Linked DNA regions of Mus musculus: regions 1, 3, 4, 5 and 6 are each linked to region 2. Evidence: chromatin contacts called from public promoter capture Hi-C data. All regions are on one chromosome and are shown on one strand. Each heading gives the region's core, a stretch centred on a gene start, on an enhancer-like site or on the middle of the called end of the contact. The rest is flanking DNA. Distances are from core to core; before and after follow the strand shown.

Region 1 (3,228 bases), core at 216-2,715, 2.8 Mb before region 2:
TTCCTTATTTCCTGAATGGTCCTAAGCTGGAACTTCCTGATCTGCTTGCTGGTCAGGTGTTAGCTGTCCTCTGTACTAGACTTTAAACTCTACGAAGGCTTCTCTATGCTTCACATTCCTGGACCATTAAGTGGAGATAATAATTATACTTGGTCGTGGTTATGGGATCATTACTTTTAAAATTAAAAAAAAAAAATCACAGTTCTTTCTCCCAAATATTAATGATGCCAGGCATCAATATAGTACCAAATAATACTCTTCTCATTAGCTGTGCAAATCAAAATTTATAGTGCCCAACTTCGAATTGGTTTACCCAAGGTCACAGCCCCCCAAGAAAACAGGTAAAGAAATCCAAATCTAGCTGATGCCAAGAGCCTTGGTTTTATTCTTAACTAACATGCTGCACATCTCTTTGGTAAAAGGCAGTATGGTGTAGTGGTTAAGAGGTTGGACTGCCGTGCAAAACCTTACAGGTTCAAATCCTACCTCTTCAATATAGCAGCTGATTAGCGACGTGAATTGCATAACCCTGGGTCCTTTCCTATTTTAAACCACACACCGGCTTCAAAGGGATAAGGCGAACCTAGAAGGACTGTTGCTACGTGGCAACATGTTTTCTTCCAATATAAGACCGAACAAGACAGCCACAAATGAAAGAAGCAGGAGTGTCACCCATCTTACACTCATTAAAACACCGTAGCACGGGAATCATATCCCCATTTCACAGATAAAGGTATGATCTTATCTTTTCGCTCCCAAACCCAGGAACTCTAAAACAATATTCCAGGATGACCCGGTATGTGCACCATCCCCCGTTACTGGAAGGTCCCCGGGTCCACGAAGCAGTCGCCACTCTGCTTAAACACAGATCAATGAATGAGGCGTCCCGGGCCCGCTCGGGCTAAGCAGAGTTGACCAGGTTCAACGACCCCTGCCCATGCAGGCGGCCCCGAGTCCAGTGGCTTTCTCCATGTCGCCGGTGCTCAGGCGCCCTTCCCACTCTTCCGAAAGCCGCCACGCCACCGGGCACCAGTGCCCTCGCAGGTGCGGTTCGGGAGCCAGGCCCGGGCGGGGCAGCGCGGCCGAAGCCTGAGTCAGCGCGGGCCGCACCGCCGTCGTCTCCCCACCGTCCAGCCGAACGGAGCGACCCAGGCCCGGGGCGGCCTGGAAAGCCGGGCGGCCACCTTGCGCCCTGCCCTGGTCCCGGGAGGCCGCGGCCCCTCGGCACGCAGCGGCGGGGGCCTGTCTGGCCTAGTCAGCAGCGCGGCCCGGAGCACCGAGCGAGTGCGACGGCTGCGACCCGGATCCCGAGGCTGCCGAGTCGGGGCTCACCTCTCCGCCGGGGCCGCGCGCGGGCGGCGGAACGGCCCAGGGACCCGCGGGCTGCAGAGACGGCGGCGGCCGGGTCTTCTATCAGGCAGCGGCCATGTTCCTGCTGGAGAAACTCCGCCGGACACGTGGGGGGAGCGGGGCCGGCCCTCGCGCTTCCTCTTACCCACAATGCCCCGCCCCGGCGCGCGCGGGACCGCCCCTTCGGCGAGCTGCTCGTGGTGCAGAGAGCGCACATCGACAGCAGGGGTCGCCGCTGCGCTCGCAGAAGGAACCTAGAGCGAAAGACGCTGAGACAAAAGAAAAAGCCTGCCTTGGCAGCGGTGGGATTCGAACCCACGCCCCCGAAGAGACTGGAGCCTTAATCCAGCGCCTTAGACCGCTCGGCCACACTACCCAGCTGTTGACGTCGTTTTCTAAGAAGCTACTTATTGGATTGACACGTATATTTTCTTTCGATTCTTGGAGTTATATTTATTTATTTTATTTCCTGCCGATAGAAATTGCCATAAACAATATTATCATCATGCCACTTATTGAAATAAAAGTATTTAGATGCAAGCTTGTTCCAAATAAGTTTTAAAGCAAAGGATAGTTTATTTTGCGTTCTGAGTCAGTTGGTTAAGGTGTCAGGTTAAGCCACTCAGACACTCAAAAACCCGAATTCGATGTCTGGTTCTGTCAGTAACTTTCACCAAGCTCTCAGAGCTGAACTGTAACCCCAGGTCTGCAGAGTTCTATCTGAAAATTTACGTGTTTAAATTTTTAGTACACAAACAATTTTAAAACTTTGCAGATAAAATATATTCTTTGTAATATTCAAAATAAGATTCTTCGAGCTTTGACTTGCTCTAGTTTCCTAGTACCCAGCATTATTGGCTGATTGTACATCCTTTCTGCTCTTTTGCTGTCAATGTTTATCTCCATAGAAAATAGTTTTGTTCATATTGTGAATGGGTTGGTATATAAATATTAACACAGTAACACATAGAGATATACAGCTGGCTGGTTTTTCACTATACTTTTGATTTATTTTCTGTTTTGCTTTTGTTTTTAACCAGACTTTATTTTTAAGTATCTTTGCATGTTAATATGCCCATACAGACTTTTACGTTTACTTTATTTATTTGTTTGGGAGTGGGGAACGGGCGGGGGCGGGCCGTGGAGGTCAGAGGACAACTTGCCTGATGAATAAGTTCTTTTGTTCCACCCTGTGGGGGCGTCTTAGGTTGTCAGGCTTCGAGGCAAGTGTGTTTACCTACCTTCTGACCGAGCTATCTCACCAGCCCTAGATATTTTAAAACACTGAAAAAGATGAAAAAAAAAATAGTCACACACACCCCATATTTCCACCACCTAGAATTAAACTCATTTCTGCATTTACATTTGAACATGCATACATATTCATTTGTTGTTTAAACTAAGGTTCACAATGCCCAGGCTGGCTTTGAACTACGTGCATTGATGAGTTTGAATTTCTGATCCTCCTGCCTGCACTTCCTAAGTACCAGAATTACAGCCTTGCACCTGGCCAATATGGCATTTTGCTTCCAATTATTTTCTTGTGTACATAATTTTTATTAAAAGTTACACAAGTAAGGCCTTCGAAATGGCTAAGCGTGTAAAAGCATGTAAAAATCCCTGGGACCCACATGATAGAAAAAGAATCATCCACAAGCTGTTCTCTGTCACACATACTCACACGATAATTAAGTAATTAATTAATTAAGTAAGATACACAGGTGATAAATGTAATGTACACTTTAAAACTGTGTCTTAAAATATGGGCTAAGAGATGGTAAGCACACTCCTTTAGTACCAGCACTTGGGAGGCAGAGGCAGGTGGATCGCTAAGTTGAAGGCCAGCCTGGTGTACAGATGAGTTCCAGGACAGCCAGG
Region 2 (2,996 bases), core at 253-2,752:
CCTTCAATCCCAGGGGAGGCAAGGATAGGTGGAATTTCTAGGCGAATCTGGTTTATAAAGCAAGTTTCAGGACAGCCAGGATTACACAGAAAATGCATGAAGCTTAATTTTAGCAATATTTAAAACAAAACTGCAGAGCCTTAATTGTGAGTGAAAGCTCTGAAAGAAGAAGAGTATTTGCAAAGATCTTCTTCATTTGCAGTGCCAAAGTTCTGAGGAAGATTTGTGTTACGAGCTTCATCTTCTGACACATTTCAAAAGGTCACTTTGTGGTAGAAAAAGAGGTGTTTGTAACCTCTGAGCCATTTGGAAGGTTAGTGAGAGCTGGATTGGGACCTGGGACTGGCCTAAACTTAAATTTTACTTTGGGAACACCGACTAAACTAAGCTTTCTGGGGCAGTAGCCAAGTTGCCAAGGAAAAACTTATTACTCTGCCCTCTCTTAGCAAAGTGACTGCTCCTGGTACCACCAAGATGGGCACCTCATTGCTTGGTAGCAGCTGTTTGGGTCCTTTTGTTCTCAATACTGAGGAGAAGGAGGGAATTCCAGGCTTTACAATTTTTGACATGATTTCTGTATCAACCGAAGTCATAATATCCCCCCCCCGCCCCGCCCACACACAATGAGCGTCCTTCCTGGTCAAAACTGTTGTCTGTACCTTCTAGTACTTTCCACAAGTTCTATGACAAATTGTATGCCCCTTTGACAGAGCCACCATAGGCCAGGAAGGGACCAGGCATATTTAGGAGCACTATGTGATCTCTCACATTTCTCTTTAACCTCCAAGGCCTTTAAAGAACCTGGGAATTAAGGAACGAAGTGTTTTTAAAAATAATTTAAAATTAGTTGAAGGTCGTATTTAGCCTGGCTTCCCCATACATCCATTAATCTATCAGTCTGAAGCCCTCCAACATCCGAATTGCTCCTCTACTCATCCATCCCTCCGAATGAAGCGCTCCCCTAGCTACCTGAAGTACTCATAGATTATCAAGTGAAGCACCCCGCAAATGATTCCCCCAAAAACTGGCTGCAAATGAAGCCCTTTAAGAGTTTGTGCATCTTCCATGTTCTCCAAAGGCCAGAGCTGGGGAGAAGGCACAGACAGCGCTCACTTGGGGCAGCCAATACTTCAGTCAGCAGGTGCCACAGCAACCTAAAGCGTCCTTGCCCTTCCAGCCTCCGCATAGGATGCCATTGCGCATCCCCTGCGCAGCTGAGCGGACAGGCGCCTGAGCGGTTTTGATTTCCAGCAGAAGAGCTAGGGACTAGAGAGGCCCCAGGATTTAGGAAGATCTGGGTGAGAGACTAGGTACGGCGGTTGAACCGCTTCCTTCCGCTCCGCCTCTCGAGGGCCACACCCCTGCACTCTGATTGGTCAGAGTCTTTCAGTTTCGCTCTCCTTTGACCTGGATTTCAAGTCATGCGCTAGCTGCCGGTTGGCCCGACTTCCCAGAAGCCGGAGTGCGGTCTACCCAATGAGGAGCGAGTTTCGCGAGGGCTGTCGGGAAAGGCAGCTAGCCTATATAAGCAGACTGCGGGGCGTTCCCCCGCGCTCGGGTTGCCTTGCTGGTGTTGGGGGGATAGTGTGTGTTCGCTCGTTGATAACCGCGAGTCTGGAACGATGGCGGAGGGGGATAACCGCAGCAGCAACCTGCTGGTGAGTTGCGGTGGTCAGTCTGTCCCCGGAGTTTCCGGATGGGCCTCCTGGCCTCGGTGGACTACCAGGGACAGCCAGGCCTTATCTCCACGGTGGAGGTCGCTGCTGGCGATCCCCAACGTCCCCCGGAATCCTGCACCATAAGGCTTGGGCCGTGCGTGAGGAAGTGTGAGAAGGGGGCTGTGGCAAGAAGGAACCTGGGTAACAGGTTGGGGCACTCGGCCGCCAGGGGCCTTGTCTAGCGCTCCGGCTCAGGCCGGAGACCTACCTGTTTTGCCCTTTGATCTTAATCTCATGTTCCGTAGATTATTTTTAATCATGATTCTTTTTCTCCTAAAACTTGGCGCAAGGGTGGAGGGTCAAAGGGCTGCTACAGAGAATTAGTTTATCGCTGACACAGAATTTGTTGGAGCTGGCTGGTTGGAGTTCACCGCAGGAAGCTGAAAACGGGTTCTGCGGAAAGGACAGTGGGGGATCCTGGCACTTGTCTGGGAACTGGCGAGGGACTCACGGGACTGGATGCAACTTTAAAAATGATTTAGCACGGATTTGACGGAGCTACACGAGATGATGGTATTAGAAGAGGGCGCGTTTGCTTCATTACAGGTCTTTGTTTTTGGTTAGGTCTTTGTTTTTGGTTTTTAAGGCTAGGTTTTCGTGTAGCTTGACGAGGCTAGCCTTGTATTTGTCATCCTCCTGTGCTGGGATTACAGTTGCGCATCACCAGGCCCTGCTAGTTTCAAATTTTTAACTGCATCACCCACCTAGGCAAGAACGAAAGATCTTTTTTTTTTTTTTTCTGTATTGTCATTCCCCAGAAAAGGCAGGCCATATCAGAAATGAAAAAAGCAATCAGCTTTTAATGCCTGCCTTTTTAACTGCTAAGTGCCGACAAGATTCTTCGGGACAGTTTTGATTAGTGCAAGATTTTCAGTTTGTATTTGTGTTTAGAGGTGCATTCCCTGTATCCTTAAATTCCCTACACACACACACACACACACACACACACACACAGTACCATACAATAGAGATGCTTACCCTGTACCCTTAAACTCCTCCTACACAATACCAGCAAACAATTCAATAAGAGGATTAATTGCTGTACAAGGAAACTATCATGGGAGAGGGCCTGATCACTACTATTTCCATCATTTTAAGGAGAGCAAGTCCATTAGTCTTGGATTTCCTGGATTTAAATATATTAACCCCTTTATGTCTCAGTCGCCTTATCTTAAAGTAGAGGTTGTGAGAATACCTTTTCCAGTTTTTTTGGAGCGTCAATTGAAGTATAACATGTAAAATGTTTAGGATTTCTAGTATGGGGAGATGTCAAAAGTA
Region 3 (2,893 bases), core at 121-2,620, 2.9 Mb before region 2:
GCTAGTACAAACTGTGGATAGACAATTAGATTTCTAACCCTAGGTTCTTGGTACCTTAAGGTCTATTAAGGAGTCTTTCTTAAGGAATGAAGAGGAAAATCTCGCCAGAACAACATTCCTGTAGGGACAGGGTTTGATGGTTGTGTGCCTTCTATCCCAGCACTCTGGAGGCAGAGCCAGCCTAATCTACATAGTGTGCTAGGCAAAGCTGGGGCTGCACAGTGAGACTCTGTACAAACAACAAACCAACCTCACAATGGGGAGGCTTTCTTGACCTTCACAAGACCATGTTCCCAGGAACAGGTGCATGTTACACTGATCTGAAAAGGAGCATCTTAGGACCCACAAGAATGATGGAGAGTGGCACGCCTAAGGCATCGTTAGCACTGAAAAAAGAAATTAGGGTGAAGTATTCCTTCCTCCAAATTACCCGAGATCTCAGAGAAATAAAAGTATCTCTGAGGATTTGTAGCTTCTTCCTAGCAATTTCTCCTGTTTTAAGCCATAGTAATCTGAGTACACTATTTTAAGGCCACAACTGGTGCTTTTTTTGGATAAGGCAAACTTTCAACTGCTTTCCACTTTAGTTCGGGTGACACTCCGGATCTGTGTGAAGGAGTTAACTTCAGGAGGTTTCTACCAAATCACTACTGCCAAACCTGAGTAATTACTCCCCTCCCCCCCTCAGTTGTCACAGTTCTTCTCCCGTCCTCTGTAGATGCTATCAGTTATAACATCCCCTCCCCCCCTCAGTTGTCACAGTTCTTCTCCCGTCCTCTGTAGATGCTATCAGTTATAACATCCCAAACATCTGCGCCGACCTTTCTGCCCTCTGAGAGTTTCCCTAAGTGAGGTACCCAAATATATTAAAAGTTTAACCCAAGAAACAGTAGTTACGGCTGTGTTAACAAGCTGACGCCGGCAAGCTGGCCACCAAGTGCAATGCCTGATCTTAGGTATTTATCCTGGGCTCTATGAACCTTTAAGAAATTCTATGCAAAACTGTGGCAACTTTTCTCAGGGGAGGCGGCTTCCACTGGCCAGCCCGGGACTCTGGAGTGTGAAGTGGGGTTGGTGACTGCCCTTTTAGGAGTTCATAGCCAGGCCCCTGGAAGGCCAGGGCTCCAAGATTGAGGAGCAGCTCTCACTCAGTAGCGTTCTCTCGGCTTTAACTTCCCGACGGACCATGAGTCTCCCTCCGAGCATCACCGAGGGCAGAGCCAAGGAGAGTTGGCCCGCATCCGAAACCCTCGGGTGGGAAGATGATGACCCGTGCCCAGAATTAGTAGTCCTCGGCACCCGGTGTTCGCCAAAGCCACCTCCACACTCCGGAACTGGAGTGCACTCAACTGAGGAGACGCGACGCAGACAAAAGAGGAGGGGCTGCCGACCGCACCCTCTTCGTCTTTCCCCGCCTCCTTTGTTCCTTCCTAAGCTATTATTGGCTGATGGTCCTCGGACCCGCGACCTTTTTTGATATTCTATTGGCTGAAGTCGCTGTCACTCTATAGGCGGCTCATTCGTGATTGGTCAAGGTGCCTCCCGGGTTTGAATCGTCTCCCCGGCTTTGGGAGGGTTCTGCCAAAGTGCCACGTTGGGCCGGGCAGCAGGCGTGAGGAGCCGGCTCCCGGCGCCACCCGGGGCGCGCTCGCTAGGGCGCCGGCCTTTGGGCGGCGCGGGATAGCGGCGAGAGCTGCTGCGGGACCTGCGTGTCCCGCCCCAGGGTGGCTCTGGCTGAGGGCGGCGGGGCCGGGGGAGAGCCCGGGGCAGCGGCCGAAACGGCAGGGCGGCGGCAGAGCCCGCTGCCCCCGGACGTCCCCGGCGACATGCTGGCAGATAACCTAGTGGAGGAGTTCGAGATGGAGGATGAGCCGTGGTACGACCACCGGGACCTCCAGCAAGGTGAGGGCGAGGTCGCCGGTCGGGAGGGGGGGGCGGGATTGTTGGGGTGGGAGTCCGGGGGTGGCAGGTGTGGAAAGTGCTAGAAAGTTCCTTAGGCTGGAGGTTTGGGATGCCGCGGCCCGGTGCTTCTTGCCCTCACCTGGCAACGGATCCGCCCATCCCGACCGCAGAGAGCAAGCGCGCGCGGCCCACGGCCCTGCGGGTGCGCCACACAGGCTGATGCTCGGTGCTTTAAGAAAGCGCTTGCCGGGTATGAGCGGATGGACCTCTGAGGTGGGCAGGAGTGGACCAGCTTGTCCTGCTCTAGAGGCGAGCTGCTGGCCTGGGTCCGGGTCGTGCTGCCCTGCCTGCCCCACATCGCCTTTCATGGTCCGCAGAGTCTGCAAAGCCGCTGCAGGTGGTGGGAGGGCAGTGCTGCTGTGCGGTACCCGCGCCATCTCTCTGTGAGAGTAAATTTTTTTTTTTTTGTCCCGTTTTCCAGAAAGCAGAGGCTAAAAGATTTAGGTGGATTCCCTAAAGCCGAGTATGAGGAGCCTGTAGACACTGTTCAGTTTCTTAGCATCCCAGTTTACAGCTTACTCAGTTGGGTATTAAACTGTTTTGTTTTGTGTTTTAATTTATTACTTAGCCATCGTTCATCGGGGGCTAAATGAAATTATTCGAGGGCAGCTCTTATCATGCGCTTATCTTTCTTTCGGGTTTTCAATTAAAAATAATCCTGCCTTGGTTTTCTTGCATCGGGGCATCTCCAGAGACAATCTCAAGAGTGCCCCCAGTCTGAAGCCAGTGGCCCATTTTCTTGTACATTCATAGCAGGATTTTGTGTTTGGGGACACTGATAGGCCGGCCCTCAACACCCTGGTAGGCTCCTTTAATTCTCCCAATAGCATAAGGTGCTGCAGTAGGTACCTCTGGCTGAAGAAGATACTGTTGGGGAGACTAGGTATTCACGGCAGACCCCAGAGTAGACATTGTTAACCACCATGCTGAG
Region 4 (2,775 bases), core at 188-2,687, 2.6 Mb before region 2:
TTAAAAGAACATTGGTGTACTACTTTATCATTATAGAATTTTCTTCTATCGCCTAATGACTGGGTAAATAAAAAGTACTTTATTGCTACAATGGATTGTTATTCAGCAACAAAAAGGTTTTTTGGTTTTTTTTTTTTTTTTTTTTGTTGTTGTTGTTTTCGAGACAGGGTTTCTCTGCGTAGCTCTGGCTGTCCTGGAACTCACTTTGTAGACCAGGCTGGCCTCAAACTCAGAAATCCACCTGCCTCTGCCTCCTGAGTGCTGGGATTAAAGGCGTGCGCCACCACGCCTGACAACAAAAAGTATTTTAAAAGTCCAATATTGAGGAACTTTAAAAATATAAATGAAAAAGCCAATCATAAAAATTCCACTAACTTAAAATACCCAGAATCTATAACTCTCTAGGCAGAAAGATTAGTGGTTGCTTAAGGCTAAGAAGTTCAGGATGGTGGCTAAGAGGTATGCGCTTGCTCTTTGAAATAATGAAAACACTCTAAAATTGATGTTTTAATATGGGTATACAGTTTTGTAAGTAAACTAAAAACCACTGAATTGTATACACAAGCTGAGTATTTTATAATTATGTCTCAGTAAAGTTGTTGAAAAATAATTTTATAGGAGAAAGACTCAAAAGTCTCATGAAGAAATATTACGGATACTTTCTAAACCAGAGAACATGGTCTCAAGGCTTCTGCTCTCCTGGTAATCAGACCAGGTCTTTCTCTAAAGTCACCCCAGAGGGCCAACAGAACAAGTCCTTAGAAGGCTAGCTCATTCAGGAATGGTGCTACAGAGCTGCTTCACGCTACATGTCTGTGAACACTGGAGTTAAACAGCTCAAGGGAGAGGCTTTATTATCATTCGATAATAATTTTCCAGTACCTAATAAGTGAGTCTGCTTAGGTGGGAGCATTTAATGTTTTGATCCAGTGTATAGGCAGAATCACGCTGATCCCGGCTCAGAGCCATCAATGCTGCCAGCCACCTAGGTGAAACTTAACTGCTTTGTTTGGGGAAGATGGCAGGAACCTGAAAGCAAATACTTCTTTTCCCAAGTCTCCCCATTCCCCAAGTTCTCTCTCAAGCTTTAGACTTGAGAACATGTCAGACATTGAATATAATCAGGGGAGTTTCTATCCATGAAAGCCAGAGGCTGCAGAGAGAAGGGACTGGGTGGCTTCATCTGTTAGTGTAAAACCGGGTACATACAGTCCAGGCTTTTACCTGTGAAAACACATCGGTTCTTTCCCTCCAGCGCTTTTGCAGGAACAGGTTCCCACTTCTGCTTAGGACTGGAAAGTTAGTCTACATTTTGGGATCCAATAGTAGAAAAGTTCTTGTCCTCAAATAAGCCAGTCTTCAATACCCTCTTCTGTAAGCACTAACGTCACATTTTAGTTAATCATTTCCTCTTGAACGAATTTAAAATAGGAACAGAATGAAGCTAGTGGCCACATGTTGGCACAGGCCTTATAATCTTGGTTCCCAGGATTCCGAGGCAGGAGGACAGTGGGTTGATCTGGCTGGGCTACACATTGAATGTGATAATCTTATCAATGTGAGCACTTCTAAAAACAGATAAGGGCCATATCTTTGGCTGGTGGGTGAAGATATATCCAGAAAGAACATGCATGAAGCAGCTCTGTAGCGCCATTCCTGAATGAGCTAGCCTTCTAAGGACTTGTTCTGTTGGCCCTCTGGGGTGACTTTAGAGAAAGACCTGGTCTGATTACCAGGAGAGCAGAAGCCTTGAGACCATGTTCTCTGGTTTAGAAAGTATCCGTAATATTTCTTCATGAGACTTTCGAGTCTTTCTCCTATAAAATATATCCAGAGTGGGTAACACCTGAAGGACAGCCTACATTTAGACAGGTCAGAGGAAAACAGTGCTGCTTGCCGGACTTCCTTCTTGCCAGTGTCTATCTTGTTGCTGTTGCTGCCATAGGAAGCCAACTTCTAGGCCTTCCAGGTCTTCAGAGCCAGACTGGGGTTGCTGAAGCATCTAGTCCTGACTGAGTGGTTACCAGATTCTCAGCCTCTCTAACACGTAGATAGCCACTGATGAACACCCAGTCCTTATCAAGTGTAAGACAGTCGAGAAAATATCTCTTATAGTGCATATATATATACACATATATATAAAATCACTTCTTTCCAGAACCTTTACTCATGTAATGAGCGCAGGGCCAGCCTGAAGTAGACTCTGTCTCAAAAAACAGAAACAGTAGCAGGGACAAGGGTATCAGTGTCTGCTCCCCACTTCAAGCACCAACATCCCATCCAAACAGAAAGAAGAATGCAAGCATCTTCAGGGGCAGATGCAGCAGCCTGTTCTTACACACCCACAGTAGAGGCTCTGATCAGATGTAAGGGACAAGCTCTTTTGTACACCTAAAAAATGGAGTTTTGGGGAAATGCAGCCCCTTCAGAGAGCACTAGGCCAGGCTGTTTAGAGTGGTCACTGAGACCCTTGCTGTGGAGGGGCGATGCCCCCATACGGAATCTAGAGGTCTGAAATAGCTTAATGGTTGATCACACTCAAACTAACAGCTTTTTTGTTGTTGTTGTTGTTGTTACAAAAAAGTTTGCTTCTTCAGGGACAAGAGAAAAGAGCGACACTGAGGTTAAGCAATGTCTATGAAGCCAAAAGCCAACATTCGAGACTGAAACTCAAATCTGCTCCTTTCCTAATCTGTTATCTGGCAAAACTCAAAGCCCCAATGAGTTTACTTTAAACCTCACTTAAGACAAACGAAAACTGTGGATAGCAAGCCA
Region 5 (2,786 bases), core at 18-2,517, 2.7 Mb before region 2:
TGTGAAACAGCGTGGCATGAGCCATTCAGGAAAGTCACGCCTAACGCGCTCAGACTCTCAAAAGAACCCAGTTCTTTGGAACAAAGGAGTCGCTCCCCGCTAGCCTTCCTTTCCCAGGAACTGTTGCCGCAGCAGAGAGGGGTGAAGAGCTAGCTGTCTAAGGTCGGGGTTTGAACACGGCCTGGACCCACTCCCTCCACTGGCTTCGTCCTCCTCACAGAGCAAACAGCACCTTCCCCGGGAAGTCTTCCCAAAACTTCACTCTTAACCCCTACACTCACAATCCTTGTTTACTTACTCTACATTCCCTACCTGGCCTCTGAGGATCTGGGGTCCACTCTGGACCTCGGCTTTCTCCTCCGTAATATCTGTTCAGTGGTCCCAAGCCAGGGAGCGCCTCATCGCGGAGGACGCAGAAATACTCCCCCAAGGAGAATTCCCAAGTCAGATCTCACTCTTCCGAAACGCACGCGATCAGTCACACACAGGGCGCAGCTGGGCAGGTTTCCCGCAATCCCCTTAGCCGACACTAGCTAGTTTTGGCCCAGGGCTCACCCAGGAGGTCCCCGCCCCCGCGCCACCAACTGCATACGAATGCTCAGCCCCTTGGCGCACAAGTCTCCAACGCCTGCCAACACCCCAACTCCCTCAACCAACAATGCTGCAAGGGCGTATGCAGCTCAGACCTCGAGGTTCCGAGAACTGAGGCCCGCATAGGCCTCTAGTGTGGGGAACCCGGCGAGGGGAAATGTTACTTGGGCGTTTCAGGGGGACAGGCGGGCTCGCCGAGGCACAGAGGAGACCCGGGCGGAGGCCCGCGTGCGCTGCCTGGTGCAACCAGAACTGCGCTCACCGCTTGCCAACGTCTTTCTTTCCTTCCTTACAGACGCAAACACTGAGCCTCGGGGGAAGCTCTGCAACCAGAGAAGCGCCCCAGTGGCCTTTCGGGGGGCTGCTGCAGCGGGACGCGCGGGCTCCCCATCTTCCCGTCACCTACCTCCCACAGTGTGGCAGGCGCGACAGCTGCTGCCCACGGCCGCAAGGATCCCAAGGAGCTGGCAAAGGCTGGCGGCCGGGCGCTCCAGGGTGCAGGGAGGGAGGAGAATCCCCGGTACAAAGCGCAGGCGACAGAGAGCCAGGCCCGCAGCCGCAGTGGGGCGCCTGAAGACGTCGGAGCGCTGGAGCCGAGCACGGGCTGGAGTTGGGGCTGCTGCCGCTGGGGTTGGAGCTGGAGGCTGGAGGCTGGGACCAGGGCTGGGGCGGGACTGACGCACGGGGCGCACGCCCGGGCTCACGTGGCCGTCCCCGGGTGGCCATCACCTCCATGCAGCCGCCGTGTTGTCTTCTGGCTCCCCCGCCTGTTGAACGCTTCCTAGACACCTGGGTCTAACGTTAGATTTCATGCTGTGTGTCTGGTGGCGCATACCCTTAACCCCAGCACTTGGAAGACAGACTGCGGGCGGATTTCTGAGTTCAAGGCCAGCCTGGTCGTCTACACAGTGAGTTCCAGGGCTGCACTGAGAAAACCTGTCTCAAAAAAAAAAAAAAAAAGGGAAATCTTAAGGATTTCATGACATAATTTTGAAGAAATTTAACACTTTCAAGAGAGGGAGGGGTAACGAAGGAGCAGGAGGGGGCAAAACAACAAAAATTGTGTTAAAAACTCATAAAGAATCCAAATTCATGGTAAGCACATATGTATTTAATATTTACATATAAATTTATAAATATAAGTATAGAAAATTATACACGTATATGTAAATATTTAATATATAACCTATATATTTTTGTTTAAATTTAATATTTGTATATAAACATATATTCGGTTTAAATTTATACAGTTCGGCCTACCTGACAATTCCAACTATTTCTATAATTTTTAATTAATAACTTTATCAGGGCCGGGCGGTGGTGGCAAATCCCAGCACTCAGGAGGCAGACACAGAAGGATCTTTGTGAGTTCAAGGCCAGCCTGGTCTACAGAGGGAGTTCCAGTACAGCCAGAGCTGTTACACAGAGAAACTTTGTCTTAACAAAAACAAAAAAGAAAAATCTTTGTCAAGCCTTCCTGGACTCTCTGGAGGGAAAAATCACAGTATTCCTAACTCTGAGCCTAGGGCCTGGCACATAGTGCTTAATGGGTGGGAACTTGGGCATGGTGGTAGACCTCTGCAGTCCCCAGAAAAGCAAGGCCAGCCTGGGCTACATGGTGAAGCCCTTTCTCAAAACTCAAATCTGGTGCAGTGCATGGAAGGAAGGTAGCCCTTGGAAGATGTAAAGACTGAAAACCAGTGGAGGCAGGCATGTGTACTTTGAGGTCATATCTCACCGTATACTTTAGAGTAAAAATCTAAACAGTTGCACATTTTGAGCTATTTGTCCATCCAGCTGCAGTCAGCTATATAAGGTATGCAGGCACGACTAGCTGTATTGTACAGATCATAGGACTGAGACTTATAAAGAATGTATCTTGCCCAGGGACACAGTTAGGAAAGGGTGTGATCTATTTCATTTAATAAAGCAACTGTTAATAGACTTACTGACAGGAGAAACACCATAATATCTATTCTGCCACAGGCTTGTCTGGCCTGGGCTTTCAGATTAAAGACCTGAAGACCTGAACCACCTTGAAGTTGTACCAGCAAAAACACCAGAAACATCCTCTACACTTTGTACTTCCAGAACCATGAGCCAAAAATCCACCTTTTAAAAATTACTTATTTTATGTGTATGGGCGCTTTGTCTGCATGTCTGTCTAAGAGTGTCTGGTTGTCCAGAACTGGGAT
Region 6 (2,889 bases), core at 245-2,744, 2.9 Mb before region 2:
TAACACAAGGAATCATTCCTTACATCTCTCTGTAAAAGCAAGACATACTAAACTCAGGCTTTTAGAAAAAGCGCAAAGTTTGTCTAAATTCAAAGGCTTCTCTTCTGTGACTGCAAGGTTAACCACAAACTACTTACGGTCAAATGCAAACTACCTCCCTCTTAATTCAACAGCTGACCCATGCATGTTTCTTTAAGTGGTACAAATAGCTAATGAAAAGACCATCCAACCCCATCCAACCGGTAGAACCCCCACGGCTCACAATCCATTCATTAGCTACAAGAATTCACTGCTGAACAGTTCAGATTTTTTAAACCTCTCCGTTTAAAGCTTGCATCATCTTCCTCCTCATCCCAACCTCTCTGGTCAGCTCACTAAACCCAAGTTGAAAGGACACGTCTCATAGGCAGAGGGGGAGGAGAGTTCCTAGGCTGGGAGCCCAGACCTGTCAAACACATTTTTTTAAGTGCTTCGGGGAAATGTCAGCCGAAATGTTCACGAGGCCCAGTTTAATGTCTTTAGAACCCTTTGTATATCCAGAGATTCGGCCAGACAAAAAGAGACCGGCTTTCGGTTTTGTCCCTCGGGGGGGTAGAGGAAGGCTGGCTGGGTGAGAGCTGGGGCAGTTTTCTGCTCAGGCCCCAGTGCCAGTTGGGTGGCCCTACCCAAAGTTGCTCGGGTCCTGAGGGCGGACGCGGACGCCGCCGCCGGCCTGGGAACAATGCGGGGCTTCGGGGCGCCCACGCTGGGGCCCGGGGAGCCAGGCAGCAAAGGCTGTCCCCCGCCCGCGCCGCCGAACAAAAGGCGCCGTGGGGCCAGCGCCCGGGCCGGGAAAAGTTTGTGAGAGGCCGGGGCCGAGGCCCGAGCGCGCCGCCCCGCACAATGGCCCGGCCGAGCGCGGGAAGGCCGAGCGCCCCGCCGCGCCGCGCCACGCCCCCGCTCCGCAGGGCTGCGGCCCAGTACCTGGTGCGTGTCCTTCCCGCCGCCCGCGGCCGCCGCTGGCCCGCCGGGGCCGCTAGTCATGTTCACGTACAGGGAGCGGGAGAGCGGGCTCCGCAGCGTCCACATCCTCCGCGCCAGCCACACGGACGCCAGGCTCAGGCACAGCCAGCCCGCCAACAGTCTCATCGGGGGGCCGCGGCCGCCAGCTCGGATCACCGCCGGGCCCAAGCCCAGGAGGAGGAGGAGGAGGAGCCGCCGCCTCCGGCCACCGTCGTCGCCGCCGGAGCTCGAGCCATCGCCGCCAAGTCGCCCGTGCAGCCCCCTTCGGGGCCGAGGCAGAGGGAGGGGGAGATGGCGCGGGAGGGGGGGCGGGGGAGGAGCGGCAGGCGCGCGGCCTTCTCACGTCCCCCGCGGCCCTTCCCAGCCCGGAACGCCAACGACTCCAGGTCGTGTTTCCACCCGGTGCACGTACAAACGCAGGAGGGGCGTCCTCCCTGCCCAATGAGCGGAGACCGGGAGGCCCGGGAGTTGGGAGAGAGGGCGTGCACGTCCTCCGTGGCGCCGCCTGGACTCATAATGGCGGAAGATCCGGGGGAGACTTCCTAAAGGGGCTACTAGAGTCTGGCCCCTCCGAGGAGGGGTCTGCAGGACTTCCGGGCTTGTCTTGCCTTAGTAACTACCCTGTGGGCCCCTCGATTACACCTTTGACCTAATTGTTCCCATTGACACAGACCCAGGTTTATTCGATAGACCCGCGCTGCCCTTCTTGCTACAGTCTTGACCGTCTATTTAATAATTTCCATCTGGGGTCAGCGAACCTGACTCCCAACTCCAAAAGCCACCCGATAGCTGCAAAGCAGAGAATCGAGGGGGAAAGAATCCCACCGCCACTCCCAGTCCCGGTGTTCCCAAGCCTGAGAAGCGGCTGTCACAGGTCTAGTGAAGCCCTCATGAGTGAAAGCTCTGCCTTTGTTGGAAACTGTTGCTCCTGGAGCACTCAACGAAATGTGATGGAAAATAGCATCTGCTGGACAACGAAGGCCACAAGTTAGTCCTGGCTGCCATGTTTCCTTGCAAGTTAGTCCTGGCTGCCATGTTTTCTCAAGCTGATAGAAGTTGGACCAGACATTCTTAAAATGTGCTCGGTCTGGGGAGATTTAGCCAGATATTTCTTAGATCATTTATAGCAGGAAGAAGCCCAATGTTTCTAAAATGAGGGTCATGAGATGTCGTTGTGTCTCAACTGTTGCTACTAAGCTACAGCATATTTCCTAGCCCAGCTACTCACACCTTCCTAGGTTTGTTAGAATATGCTTTTCATTTGACAGCGACAGATTCTGTACATTAATTTTAAATTAATTATAAAACAAATTTATCTTTACGTTAATTTCATCACACTACACTGAAGAGATTTCCGTTTATGAAATAATGACCCCTGGATGAGAAATGGCATTCCTTATCACAAACTCCTTAGGTGTTAAAGTATCTATTTACCATCTTTCGTTAATAAGAATATTTTGTTACCTAATGTGCATAGAATATAACAAAATACTTTGTCTTCTCTCATTCTGGTATATTCCCTGACATCTCTCCAAGTTGGGTGTTAAACCCAAGACTATACCTTACTAAATTGAGCTCAACTTTCTAGAAGTACTGGTCCAACATACTTAAAAGAAGCTATAATAGTGAATGTAAATGACTGTATTATGTCCCCTCTTTGAGTTCCAATAAAGCTCTTCTGTATCAAACCAGAGTCTTCACCTTTTTAAGTAAAGAGGAGATACAACAAGAGTGCATAAACGGGCATATTTCATTTCTAAAGACAAAGGATACAGAAAACTGTGTCCTAAGATTAAGCTTGCTTAACCACAGCTCCAAGACTTCAATCCTAAATGTATCCTCTAAACAAGAAGCAAAGATACATCTGATAGGATCTGAAGAATTTGG

What was found. Promoter capture Hi-C pulls out the DNA fragments that hold promoters and counts their contacts. Capture Hi-C pulls out chosen DNA fragments and counts their contacts.
Region 1: a contact with region 2 is called in a promoter capture Hi-C map of liver, with 5 times the contacts expected there. The contact joins the promoter of Polr3e here to the promoter of Arl6ip1 in region 2.
Region 3: a promoter capture Hi-C map of pre-B cells shows a contact between it and region 2, with 2.8 times the contacts expected there. The contact joins the promoter of Mfsd13b here to the promoter of Arl6ip1 in region 2. A contact is called at or near these places in 3 of 39 promoter capture datasets (liver and pre-B cells).
Region 4: a promoter capture Hi-C map of liver shows a contact between it and region 2, with 4 times the contacts expected there. The contact joins the enhancer-like site here to the promoter of Arl6ip1 in region 2. A contact is called at or near these places in 3 of 39 promoter capture datasets (hippocampal neurons, liver and pre-B cells) and 1 of 9 other capture datasets (liver).
Region 5: a contact with region 2 is called in a promoter capture Hi-C map of liver, with 7 times the contacts expected there. The contact joins the promoter of Eef2k here to the promoter of Arl6ip1 in region 2. A contact is called at or near these places in 3 of 39 promoter capture datasets (erythroid cells, liver and pre-B cells), 3 of 484 Hi-C or Micro-C datasets (CD4 T cells, CD8 T cells and muscle stem cells), 3 of 115 datasets of contacts at active chromatin or transcription factors (astrocytes, large pre-B cells and pro-B cells) and 2 of 9 other capture datasets (adipose tissue and liver).
Region 6: a contact with region 2 is called in a promoter capture Hi-C map of liver, with 2.9 times the contacts expected there. The contact joins the promoter of Mettl9 here to the promoter of Arl6ip1 in region 2. A contact is called at or near these places in 2 of 39 promoter capture datasets (liver and pre-B cells) and 1 of 9 other capture datasets (liver).

The regions. Positions count from the first base shown.
Region 1 is chr7:120,916,015-120,919,242 of GRCm38.p6, reverse strand. Polr3e (polymerase (RNA) III (DNA directed) polypeptide E) reads right to left here and starts at 1,465. Exons shown (of 21, transcript NM_025298.4): 1 at 1,333-1,465. It overlaps n-TLaag4 (a tRNA gene), which reads right to left and starts at 1,726; the gene lies at 1,645-1,726.
Region 2 is chr7:118,128,131-118,131,126 of GRCm38.p6, reverse strand. It overlaps Arl6ip1 (ADP-ribosylation factor-like 6 interacting protein 1), which reads left to right and starts at 1,502. Exons shown (of 6, transcript NM_019419.2): 1 at 1,502-1,658. The coding sequence starts at 1,623.
Region 3 is chr7:120,980,986-120,983,878 of GRCm38.p6, reverse strand. Mfsd13b (major facilitator superfamily domain containing 13B) reads right to left here and starts at 1,370. Exons shown (of 8, transcript NM_001374644.1): 1 at 1,149-1,370. It overlaps Cdr2 (cerebellar degeneration-related 2), which reads left to right and starts at 1,567. Exons shown (of 5, transcript NM_007672.2): 1 at 1,567-1,902. The coding sequence starts at 1,827.
Region 4 is chr7:120,680,988-120,683,762 of GRCm38.p6, reverse strand. The region is part of intron 1 of Mosmo (modulator of smoothened); the gene reads right to left. Among named protein-coding and RNA genes, the nearest start is that of Mosmo, 4.8 kb to the right of the region's middle. Within about 2 kb of position 1,437, at least 5 of the 459 cell types and tissues checked have an H3K27ac peak or open chromatin away from gene starts, as enhancers often do. A contact at or near this core is called in liver, where this site is marked.
Region 5 is chr7:120,841,312-120,844,097 of GRCm38.p6, reverse strand. Eef2k (eukaryotic elongation factor-2 kinase) reads right to left here and starts at 1,267. Exons shown (of 18, transcript NM_007908.4): 1 at 998-1,267. It overlaps Gm36449 (a long non-coding RNA gene), which reads left to right and starts at 587. Exons shown (of 2, transcript XR_378468.3): 1 at 587-1,499; 2 at 2,578-2,786.
Region 6 is chr7:121,033,050-121,035,938 of GRCm38.p6, reverse strand. It overlaps Mettl9 (methyltransferase like 9), which reads right to left and starts at 1,494. Exons shown (of 5, transcript NM_021554.2): 1 at 964-1,494. The coding sequence starts at 1,128.